Linked DNA regions of Zea mays: region 1 is linked to region 2. Evidence: chromatin contacts called from public Hi-C data. All regions are on one chromosome and are shown on one strand. Each heading gives the region's core, a stretch centred on a gene start, on an enhancer-like site or on the middle of the called end of the contact. The rest is flanking DNA. Distances are from core to core; before and after follow the strand shown.

The links. A called contact is a pair of places that touch in the nucleus more often than the background predicts.
Region 1: a Hi-C map of leaf shows a contact between it and region 2, with 2.7 times the contacts expected there. The contact joins the promoter of LOC100279194 here to the promoter of LOC100383192 in region 2. A contact is called at or near these places in 5 of 25 Hi-C or Micro-C datasets (bundle sheath, leaf and tassel).

The regions. Positions count from the first base shown.
Region 1 is chr5:170,951,372-170,957,190 of Zm-B73-REFERENCE-NAM-5.0, reverse strand. LOC100279194 reads right to left here and starts at 3,974. Exons shown (of 18, transcript NM_001367369.1): 1 at 3,607-3,974; 2 at 3,103-3,249; 3 at 2,840-2,995; 4 at 2,578-2,700; 5 at 2,335-2,503; 6 at 612-694; 7 at 391-492; 8 at 234-322; 9 at 27-117. The coding sequence starts at 3,819.
Region 2 is chr5:170,698,743-170,704,551 of Zm-B73-REFERENCE-NAM-5.0, reverse strand. LOC100383192 (WD40 repeat protein) reads left to right here and starts at 3,529. Exons shown (of 1, transcript NM_001175855.1): 1 at 3,529-5,229. The coding sequence starts at 3,624. The coding sequence ends at 4,874.

The DNA.
Region 1 (5,819 bases), core at 2,725-5,224, 250 kb before region 2:
TCAACCAAAAGATTTAAGAAACATACCCCTTCAAAAACGAGAACCGTAGCACCATTCAGGAGAGGACCATATGTTACATAACTATGTCCAGTAATCCAGCCACAGTCTGCAGTGCACCTGTTGCAAACAAAACAGTGGGTGTGGATAAATAAATAGCAGCTTCTATGAATAATTCCCCACAAAGGAATGAGGGTACATGCTAAAAACATAAGAGCTTATGTGCTACCACCTACCAGTATATGTCAGTTGGCTTGTAGTCAAATGCGTACTTAAATGTTGTTGCAGTGTACACCATGTAGCCCCCAGAAGTATGCAGTACACCCTACACACGCTAAGAGATAAATATCCAGCTAATGCAATAGCTACTTAATCCAGCTCAGTTAGAAGTACCTTTGGCTTCCCTGTGCTGCCACTTGTGTACAAAAGGAACAATGGATCCTCTGCATCCACCCACTCCACATCACATTTGGTTGGAAATTTTGTGACAACGTCCTGAAAGATGTTGTGCAACAAATTATAACAATTTAGCAATGTTATTCACAGTACATATGCGTGTACCTTGAAATATATGTGACTACTGCATGTAATGACAAGTTTCTATTTAGGAGCACCTGCCACCAAACATCCCTTTCTGCTTGCCATTTTGTGTTTTCCCTCTTCATGGCTGACTGGTTTTCATACGTCAAACAGAGACCTAGTATTAGCACAATAAAAGTCTGCATCAGTGGACTACAAACCAGGTTAAATTCAATGGTTCTCAGATATGCTCATTGAATGAACCACATGCCAGAAAAGATGTTTCTTTGACTATCAAGTTAGAATATAACTGAGGACTTGAGGTTGAGTACACTATACGCCAAATGCAGAAACATAGGATACATGGGCCAATTTTAGTGGCTAGACATCATCCAAATGCGACATTTCATAAAGGGCAGATATAGTGCCGGAGGCTCCTATGTGAGTGAAGTCTGGAAAGGGATAAACCGAGGCAGGCCTTCCCCTGCAAATGCGGAGAGGCGGCTTTGATCCAGTGACCCGGTGACTTAGTGAAACAGCTCTCACCACTGCACCAGGACATCATCCGAATGCGACAGTTTATACAATTCTAAAAAGTAAGTAGCCATATGAATGGTTTATATGATCCAATGTTTGAATGGTTCGGTTGTCATCCAATTGTCAGCGTTGGTCGACTGAAAACTACCTTATTTATGTCCCCAATTCATGTACCTTGGTTTTCTTATGATTTGGATAAACAATCAGATGACCCATCTTTATTTTCTTGAATGTGCAGGAGAGCTGCACATCTTTGTATTATAGAATCAAAAAAGGACCGGCCCCTTACATGAACATGACCACCTCACTCCGGGCTGAGCCATGAGGGGTTGAATGGAACAAAATAGGTTGCACCGAATAACCCCCCAACCCCCCCCCCCCCCCTCCCCAAAAAAATGAAACGTGCTAACAAAGGATCGATGCCCCCAGGATAATGACGATGTTTGCCACCCTTCTTTTCCTTCGGATTGGTCGCTTTGCGCCACCAATCAGCGAAGGAAATTTCATGAGAGCTAGGTACTCAGTCTTGCAGGCCCCACGCAGATACAATTCGGTACCAGAAATCTCGTGCCAACACACAGGTGGTTAGGATATGTTGGATGTTCTCCTCCTATTGGTCACAAAATGGACAGTGACTGTTCTTACCTTTATTGTATAAGATCAAGTATGCTTGTGACCTGCGATATATGAGAAACCCCCTGATTTGCAACTTCACAAAATTAGTTAACATTAATTGCCCCATGAATGTTTTCTTAGTCTGACTTCCTCAATCGGTTATTTACCCAAATTTGAGATTAGTTTCGCTTGTCTCACATAAATGAGCAACTACAGAAAAAAAATCAACATATTGAGAATCCTAGTGTAACCCTTAGTTTTGTGTCTATCTTCAGGGAACGTATCCTATGTGCAAAACCCATCCGTGCATATATGTTCATATTAAATCTGGATCCTTCGTCCAACAATCAATGGTTGAACGTGCGAGTGGTTTTTTGCAAATATACACCTAGACACGGAGGAGAGGAGCAATGAAGGGTTTTTTCGTAAAATATGTCAATCATTAATTACTGGACAAAGGGTCCAGATATAATCTGTGCATATGTGCACTAGATAGATTATGTGCATTTGATATGTTGCCCTATCTTCATATGACGTTTGTTTGGCATGATGTCGCAATAAAACACTGGCGGACAATGGGATGAAATAACGAGTACAAAATAGCTGCCACCTGACAAAAGCTCAAAGTTATTGATGTGAATACCCAAACCAGATCCCAGTGCATACCTACAGAGACTCCATTCTTCTCACTTTCAACCAAAGCTGCATCCACTATATCTTTGAGAAAGATGGGCTTGACTCCCCGCTTCACAGCATTGCACGTGATGACAAGCTTAGGCTTGCAATCGACAATCCTTTGAGCTAGCGAATCTGCTGAGAAGCCAGCAAACACAACCTGTACAAGCATGGATGTATCACAACATAGAAAAGAAAACCTAGGGTTCACAAAACAACCAATACTGCAATTACCGAGTGAACGGCACCAATGCGGGCACAGGCAAGCATGGCAATGGGAAGCTCCAGCAACATTGGTAGGTATATAATAACAGCATCACCCTTGCCGACACCAAGGCTCTTCAAGTAATTTGCAAGCTACAAGCATAAAAGACCGGCTTAGACCTGGTCATCTTCTTTGAGTCTCTGAATGCAAGTGTTGTGACATGTGTGCTAGTACACTTGCCGTTGCCAGTTTTGCTTGTGGTAAACATTTCAGACATGAGCGTGCATTTACCTGGCAAACCTTCTCCAGGAGCTCGGAATAGGTAAGCTTCCCATCCTGACCGGGCTCATTACCCTCCCAGTACATTGCAACCTTGTCGCCATTGCCAGACTCGATGTTGCGGTCAACAGCGTTGTAACATATGTTGGTTTTCCCTCCCTTGAACCACTGTACAGGACCAAGAACCATGAGACGGATCAGAACCACCATAATATACCCGTTCATATTCCAAAGGGACGCTAACGTTTAGCTAACAATCATCAAACAACACTTACGTTGATCTGGACGGGTCCCTTGGTGACATCGAGGTTCTCCGAGCAGACCTCGGCGGGGTTCCACTTCTCCTTCCAGTAAAAGGTCTCGGCAATCTCCGACCAGAACCCGGCCGGGTCCTTAATGGACCTCTCATACATCTCGCGATACTGATGCCGACCATGAAAAATCACACCAAGACCGCAATGTTATTTACATCACCAATCATCGAAAACAAAATGAGAAACAAACACCAGCGCGGACGAATTGTCGTTCCCTGTCGGACTTCCCCAACAAGCCTGATCATGGCAAACCTCTCATCTCATTCTCATGCTTGCAATTGCAAAGTTGTGCGACGCCCAAAGTGAAAAGCGCCCGAGTGCTAAAGCAAACGCCTTTAGTCTAGAGCAAGCCGCTGATTGGATAAAAAAAAGACTCGATTTTGCATTTGCCTTCAACAGCACAAGAATCAACAAGCCGCAGGCGAGAGACGTCCGACGGGTACTAAGTTTCGGTTTTGCACACACCTGTTTCGGAGAAGAGACGAGGGCGCTGGCAGAGAACTCGGGGCTGGGGACGATGAGGTCGTTCTCCTCGGCGGCGAGCGACTCCCCGAGCACGACGGCGTTGATCCCCGAGATCTTGCCGGCGCCGGAGGGCAGCTCCGACATGGACTCGACGTGGCGGAGCTTGTCAGAGGGAGCGCCCTCTGCCGGCTGCTGGCCGTTGGCCGTGCCCATGGCGGTGGCTGTCGACGGCGGCTCGCGAGCAGGGGCGGGAGAGGCGGCGAGATCCGGGCGGAGGTCTGGGAGGGGGGCGTCCGTCAGCGACGGCTACCGCTGGACTCTCTTTTTATAAAACGGCGATGGCCGGTCGATCTCTGCTGCTGCTAGCGCCAGTGCTACCGGCCGAGTCCTTCGTGTTGACTTTGTTTTTCCGTCACGAGATGATTGAAAATAATAATGCAAGAGCTTTGAATGGTAGTACGCACTGTATTTCTTTGGTTTCGACGAGCGTACAGGATCATCTTTCTTCTTCTCTTCATTCTTTTTTACAAAGGGTTTACATGCCTTATTGACAGAGTCACACAGGGTACGATTTGTCGATTTACTTGTATTTTCTAAAATGTACAGATTGTTAAGGTTCATTTGTGTTCCTTCCAGCTAGTAGTTGGGGGTAATAAAACTCAACTTTTATGTCACTGCGTTGCTTTCCTGGTGGTTGCTGATTAGTGGATCTGCAACCACGTTGGATTGGGGAACCCAATCTTTCTGATTAGATTTCCATATCATATTCGTATCCCCGGCTGGGTGTGCACACGAGCGACGCGAGGGCCGAGGGACACCGAACAGGCAGCAATTCTATATTCGCCATTAGCGTGAAGCGGCCGCGATAAAACGAAGCTCACGTTGCATCCAGACCACATGTCCACATGAGCGGTAGATGCAGCGGCCGGAAGCATCGCGCTCGTCACTCGCGCGAACAGCTGACAGGCGGCTAAGCGGCCGGCCCTGTCCGCCTGGCTTTCGACACTATCTATAGCTGATCGGTGCACCTGATCGGTCGCTGTAGCTGTAGGGCCTGCAGGTGATTATTTGGGAGTCGTAGGTTGCAAAAGGCATTGTGATGTGTTCGTTGCAGCGGCGTGCGACCGTGACTTGGCAACATCTGTTCGCTCATGTTCATGATAGTATTTGCAACAAATTTTGTCTATAAACCTAAGGATTTGCAATGTTTTTGTACATTGTTATCAACTAAAACGGGTCATTTGTATATCTTCATTTTGAAAGAATTAGAATTTATTTCATAAATAGGTTATTTGGTTTGGAATTTGTCATTGCACCACTTTCCAAAGTTTAGATATTTGTCATTGCACCAGACCGTACAATCCAACTATTCATGTGAGATCATACTAAGTGTGTCTGTAGTGTGGTCGCCGTCTTGTACTAGACATGCAACATTTAGAATGATATATGCAACATTTTGATCAAAAGCTCAATAGTGAAAATGTCGGAAGCAGTCTGAGAGAGGTTATCTCGGAGACCCACTTATGTATGGAAAAGGTCAAGTGCTATCTATAGAGTTATCTAACTGAGAGCTTGGCTCTTGCGAAGACATCTTTGTGATAGGCTCCAACAAGTAATAGGGGAAAGTCGTTTGCTTCTTGATACCTTGGTAAAAGTATGGTGATGTCGAATAAGAGTTTCTATCTCTATCGGTCTTTAGATTCTGTATTTATATTGTGTATCTTAGAGTGTGCTTTACCTTCCTAGATTAAGGACTTTTTGGTTCAGATGTAAATTCCTGGAAATTTGATTCTAGGCGTGAGAAAGTTATTGTGAGTTGACGATTGTGAAAAACTGAAATTTATTTGGTTGAAACAACTCTTAACTATAGATTCTATAAGAACATGAAAGTTTGTAATATGAATGACATGAATCTAGAAAATCTGGGGTAGAAGGTGATTCTGAATTGAACTAGTGAAATATGTAGTTTTTTAGGAATCTATTATCTTGTTGTACCCATTTGATTGAGATTCTAGATTTTTGGCAGCAAATCGATTCAAAAAGCTGAACCAAACACACCCTTAGCCGATAGGATTGAAATCTAGTTTGCATTACTCTTTTGTATAAATATAAAAATACACCTAGTAAACTTTAGGGGTATTTGGTTTCTAGGAACTAATTTTCAGTCCATCCATTTTATTCTATTTTAGTCACTAAATTAACAAATATGGAAA
Region 2 (5,809 bases), core at 2,280-4,779:
CCACCCGACAGAAGGCAAGAATTGCCTTCCATGAGTGCCTCCAACGGCTCCTAGCTGCCTTGGGGCTATAAAAGGGACCCCTAGGCGCATGGAGGAGTTACCCAAGCATTCCTTGATCATTCCTAAGCACTAAGACTCCATTCTCGCGCATTCAATTCTTTGAGATAGTGACTTGAGCTCCATTTGAGTAGAGACTCCTTGAGTTGTGTTGTGAGCTCAAGTTGTGGCTTGTGTGCGTGATTGTGCTCGTGCTTTGAGTCTTGTGTGTGTTGCTCTGCCCACCCTTACTTCCGTGCTTCTTTGTGATCATCAATTGTAAGGGCGAGAGGCTCCAAGTTGTGGAGATTCCTCGCAATCGGGAGAGAGTATAAAAAAGAAAGACACCGTGGTATTCAAGTCGATCATTGGATCACTTGAGAGGGGTTGAGTGCAACCCTCGTCCATTGGGACGCCACAACGTGGAGTAGGCAAGTGTTATACTTGGCCGAACCACGGGATAAATCACCGTGTCTCTTGTGCTTGTTTTCTTTGTGACCATTGTGTTTCACAAGAGCTCGGTCCTTAGCCACTTGATTCCATTGTGCTAACACTTAACCAAGTTTTGTGGCTACAAGTCTTAGATTTTTATAGGATAACCTATTCACCCCCCTCTAGGTGCTCTCACTTCAGGAAAGATCAAGGACTCAGCGACGAAGGACTCACCAGTGATCCCGTTCACTAAGAGTTCTAGCTCCTCCCAAGATAGGTCAGTGCCTGGCCCGCGTTGGACCCGGCTGGGGTCATTCGTGCCAGAGAACCAACAGCTCAAGCGTGTCCTCGCCTGCAGCGGCGCGATCCGGCGCTGCATGAAGTCGCTGACCACGTGCATCGACGTCAGACCGCCGGATGCCAGAGATTCGATCCTGCCCAACACGGGCTCAAATTCCGGCGCCAACGACGGCTTAGCTCTCCATTGCTTCTTCTCAAGCCTCGGACCGTAGCTTGGAAGCACGAGGCAGTCGCTAGCCTCGGTACTGGCGATCACCCATTCAGCCTGCCAGTTTTCCCACCTCGCGCCGCTGAGGGAGGAGATATAGGAGCGGGCTAAATCCACCCTTGTCTGGAAATAATACGCTCTGAGATGGTCCTTGGCCTTCCCGGACTTCACCAGCACGAAAAAATGGTGGAAGAGAGAGGTGCACGGTGCCACCCCCACGAACATCTCACACAGGTGGGCAAAGATGGCCGCCTAAAGAATGGAGTGGGGTGTGAGGTGCTGGAGCTGGAGACCGAGGTCCTCCAACAGTAACATGAAGAAGGGGGAAATCGGCAACGTCAACCCGCACGAGATATAGGAGACAAAGAGCACGAACTCCCCGGCAGCGAGATCGCCAAGGGGGGAAGCGCCGGCCCAGATCCTACAGGCGAGCAACGGCGCGCTCCATCCGAGCATGAGGCACACCGTGTTGAGCCTCCTCTCGGACTGGTAACGCTCGGGATGAGCCAGAGAAGCCATGGCTGCTATGACGGCGAAAGGCAAATAAATGTGAGTACGACAGAGGCGTAGAGGACTCAGAGGAGGAAGGACGCAACAGTTGAAGAAAAGTGCGAATGCGAAACTGCTGGCCGCGGAATAAGTCCCTTTCTCTCAAAAAGGGCTCTTCCGCGCGCGTCTCAACTCCATCCAGCGCACGCCTAGTACTCACAGGGACTCGGTCCCCGACATGGGGGCCCAGGTCCACATGTCACGTACTTGGAGAACCAGCCTCCGAGTGCATGGAAGACGAGCCGTCCCTCCCCGGAAGCAAACCGTCACGCAGGACCGCACGTCGCCTAGGGGCCGCTGAAAGATATTTTTGAGGCGGCGGCAATAAGACGCCCCGCGCGCAGCCCGACGAAACCGGCGGAGGCGGGGGCCACGTACCTGCCAGCTGTGGGGACGGACGGGGCAGGCGGCTCGACTAAAGACAGATTGACAACAATTATGACAACAAGTGCCCAGAAATGGCGCGTCAACCAGGCTTTAGCCCCACCTACAGGGTCGTAACCTCCCCTGAGGCGGGCCCGGGGGCCACTGTCGGTACCCTGGAACAGGGGTACCCCTTACTATAGTAAGAAGGCGCGGTAAAACGCGCCTTACCCCGCCACGGGGGCAAACTCCGAGGCCGCCAGGATCCAGACCCCCGTGAGAGGATGCCGGACCCCAACATACCTAATTGGGATCTCAGTGTTCCCCTAAGACGGAACCCGGACCCCTCTAGGTGAGGTCCGGACCGTCCACAACGAGATCTCGGGGCGAGGTGTACCTTGGCTTAAGTCAGGGGCGTACAGGGGTCCGGCACAGACACCTGTCGGGATCTTGCCAGGCACGCCTACGCTCCCCGCCCGCGCGGGGAGCCAGTACTGCCACGTGGCCTGCGGACCGTGACGAAAGCCGGAGAGCAGGGCCTGACGTAAGGCTTCGGGGCCACGCGATCTCTGCATTTATTGCGGGAGATAGCGCGCCGCCTGACCGCCCTGCAGAAAGGCAAAGTGCCGACTCGGCATTTAATGCGCCTCGTCCACTCTGGTGGCAGATGTCGACCAGACCAGACGACATGCCTGTCCAATCAAGCAGCGGGCAGTACGCCCACGCCGCTGTACGCGCGTAGTGGTCATCATAACTTGGACGATACCGAGGAACCTTTGGCAGCACGCCAAGTCTACTTAGGCAGTAGATGTCAAGGCGCATGGAGATATCTCAAGGTGACCAACATTAGTTGCTCCGGGTATTCTAACCTTATGTCTCTGGGCCCGCATGTCGGGGTTCAAGGTCTCTTTGTGCATGCCCCCCTTCAACTATAAAAGGGGAGGCATACGATGTTACACGCAGACACAAGCTCAGACTCGCTAAGCTCATACAAGCTCCCAAACAATACAACTCACAAGTGGAGTAGGGTATTACGCTCCGGCGGCACGAACCACTCTAAATCCTTGTGTGTTCTTAAGTTCTTCCTGTTCATTCCAACGATCAAGTGAAACGCTGAGCCCCCCTCATCTTAGGATTTAGGGCGGGTGCACTCCGCCACCCGGTCGGAGATTTACTCTGTGACAGATATATTAAAATTTAAAAAAAATTATTTCCATTTTATGTTTTTGTTATCATGTTTTAAAGTTCTTCGTTTTGTTTCCTTATAACAAATCTATTTGGTGGACCTATATGTGCTTGTACTCAGATGCAGTACATGATATGATGTATTATAATTTTTTTTTGTTATTTTTCTACCTTAACACAAGGTGGTTGGTAATTATTGCCCAATTTTGATTACTTTATGTTACAAGAGTAGATTACATGAGTGGCCGATAAGCACTGTATTTTAATATACACGGTGGATTTGTTCGATGTTAAAACTTATGTAAAAATTCTTAACTTTAAAAGATGATAAAAACATAAAATAAAAAATAGATTTTTTTATTTTAACATATATCTTAGCCAGGTACGTACGTTCACCTAGTATGGGCTATGTGACGCTTTCACTGCACACTACAATCAATCAGCCGGCTTTTCCTCTCTTCCCCTCGACAGAAGCCCCCAAATCCGATACCTTCCCCTATCCACCTCGAGTCCCTTCCTTCCTTAGCGGCGGCGCGAAGGCGGCGGAGCCATGGGCGGAGTCGGCGAAGGTGACGCGTGGGCGGATCAGGAGCAGGGCAACGGCGGGGGCAGCCGTGGTGTTGGCGGTGGCGGCGGCGAGGCGAAGCGGTCGGAGATCTACACGTACGAGGCCGCCTGGCACATCTACGCGATGAACTGGAGCGTGCGGCGCGATAAGAAATACCGCCTTGCCATCGCCAGCCTTCTCGAGCAGGTCACCAACCGCGTCGAGGTCGTCCAGCTCGATGAGGCCTCGGGTGACATCGCCCCCGTCCTCACCTTCGACCATCAGTACCCGCCCACCAAGACCATGTTCATGCCGGACCCGCACGCGCTCCGCCCCGACCTGCTCGCCACCTCCGCCGACCACCTGCGCATCTGGCGCATCCCGTCCTCCGACGACGCCGAGGACGGCGCCGCCTCCGCCAACAACAACAACGGCTCCGTCCGCTGCAACGGCACCCAGCAGCCGGGCATCGAGCTACGCTCCGAGCTCAACGGCAACCGCAACAGCGACTACTGCGGGCCGCTCACCTCCTTCGACTGGAACGACGCCGATCCGCGCCGCATCGGTACCTCCTCCATCGACACCACCTGCACAATCTGGGACGTCGAGCGCGAGGCCGTTGACACCCAGCTCATCGCCCACGACAAGGAGGTCTACGACATCGCCTGGGGCGGCGCGGGGGTCTTTGCCTCCGTCTCCGCCGACGGCTCTGTTCGCGTCTTTGATTTACGGGACAAGGAGCACTCCACAATCATTTATGAGTCTGGTTCAGGTGGCAGCAGCGGCGGCGGTTCCAACTCTGGCGCCGGAGATGGTGGGACTGCGTCCCCGACACCACTCGTGAGGTTGGGCTGGAACAAGCAGGACCCAAGGTACATGGCCACCATCATCATGGACAGCCCCAAGGTGGTTGTGCTTGATATCCGCTACCCAACACTGCCAGTGGTAGAGCTACACCGTCACCATGCCCCTGTCAATGCCATTGCGTGGGCACCTCACTCTTCTTGCCACATCTGCACAGCTGGGGATGACATGCAGGCACTGATATGGGATTTGTCGTCTATGGGAACTGGTAGCAATGGCAGTGGCAATGGGAATGGTAACACAGCCGCTGGAGCAGCAGCAGAGGGCGGTCTTGATCCCATTTTGGCATATACAGCAGGGGCAGAGATTGAGCAGTTGCAGTGGTCGGCGACCCAGCCTGACTGGGTTGCAATCGCATTCGCCAATAAGCTTCAGATTCTCAGGGTCTGATTTCCTAGTTCCACCCTGTTTCAGTGAGGAGTAAAAAATGCTAAACTTGGATAATGAGCTGATGCCCGGAGGATAATCTTGCAATTGCTTTACTGTTGCTTATTTATGTTGTGGACAACTGATATTCATGGCGGGTTAGTTCTAGAAATAGAACAGAAGACTTTCTAGTTAGAAGCTGAATTGTCAATGAATTTGGTTTGTAGAGTAAGGAACTGCTCTGGTGTTAGCGATGGTGATAATGGGAACTGAATTTAGTTTGTTCTTGGTGCTCGAATTCTGCACGGTAGCATGTAGATTCATATCTTAACTTGCTTATTGAAAATGCAATGGTCATATGTGCCCTATAACTGATAATATTCCCCATGTGTTATGTTTTCACTTTTGTGCCTTTTTCTGAATGTGTTTTGTGTATTCCACAACATGGTGTGTTATATCTGGTCATTGAACCAGATGTTTTCCTTGTTATTTCTGGGTTGTAGAGCAAGTAGCTATGCATATTTTGTCTTGTTAATAGTTGGAATTGGGCACTGCAACTAAGTTATTATTTGTGCTTGAATGTTCTGCTTGGTAGCATTTGCATGTATATAACTCTTAAGGTTGCTTGTTCGAATTTGCATCCATCTTGTATGCATTAGAAGTTATAAAGTTGTGTTATGTATTGATAAGCTATTTAGTTTCATGAATTTCTTTGGCTGCCTTAATTATAATACCTGTAAACCTGTAGCTACAGATTACACATGTTATATCTCATCCCTTTTTTTCGCTTAATTTGCATCCTATAATATATATGTATCCTTGATTTTATAGCACTAAATGCTGGTGTGTTTTGATCCTTGCATTCAATATATAGCTAAGCTTTGTTGCTGCAACAAAGGATTTTTTGTTTTCAAAGAACAATGGCATAACAAAGTTCCCATGCGTGTTACGACGTTGCT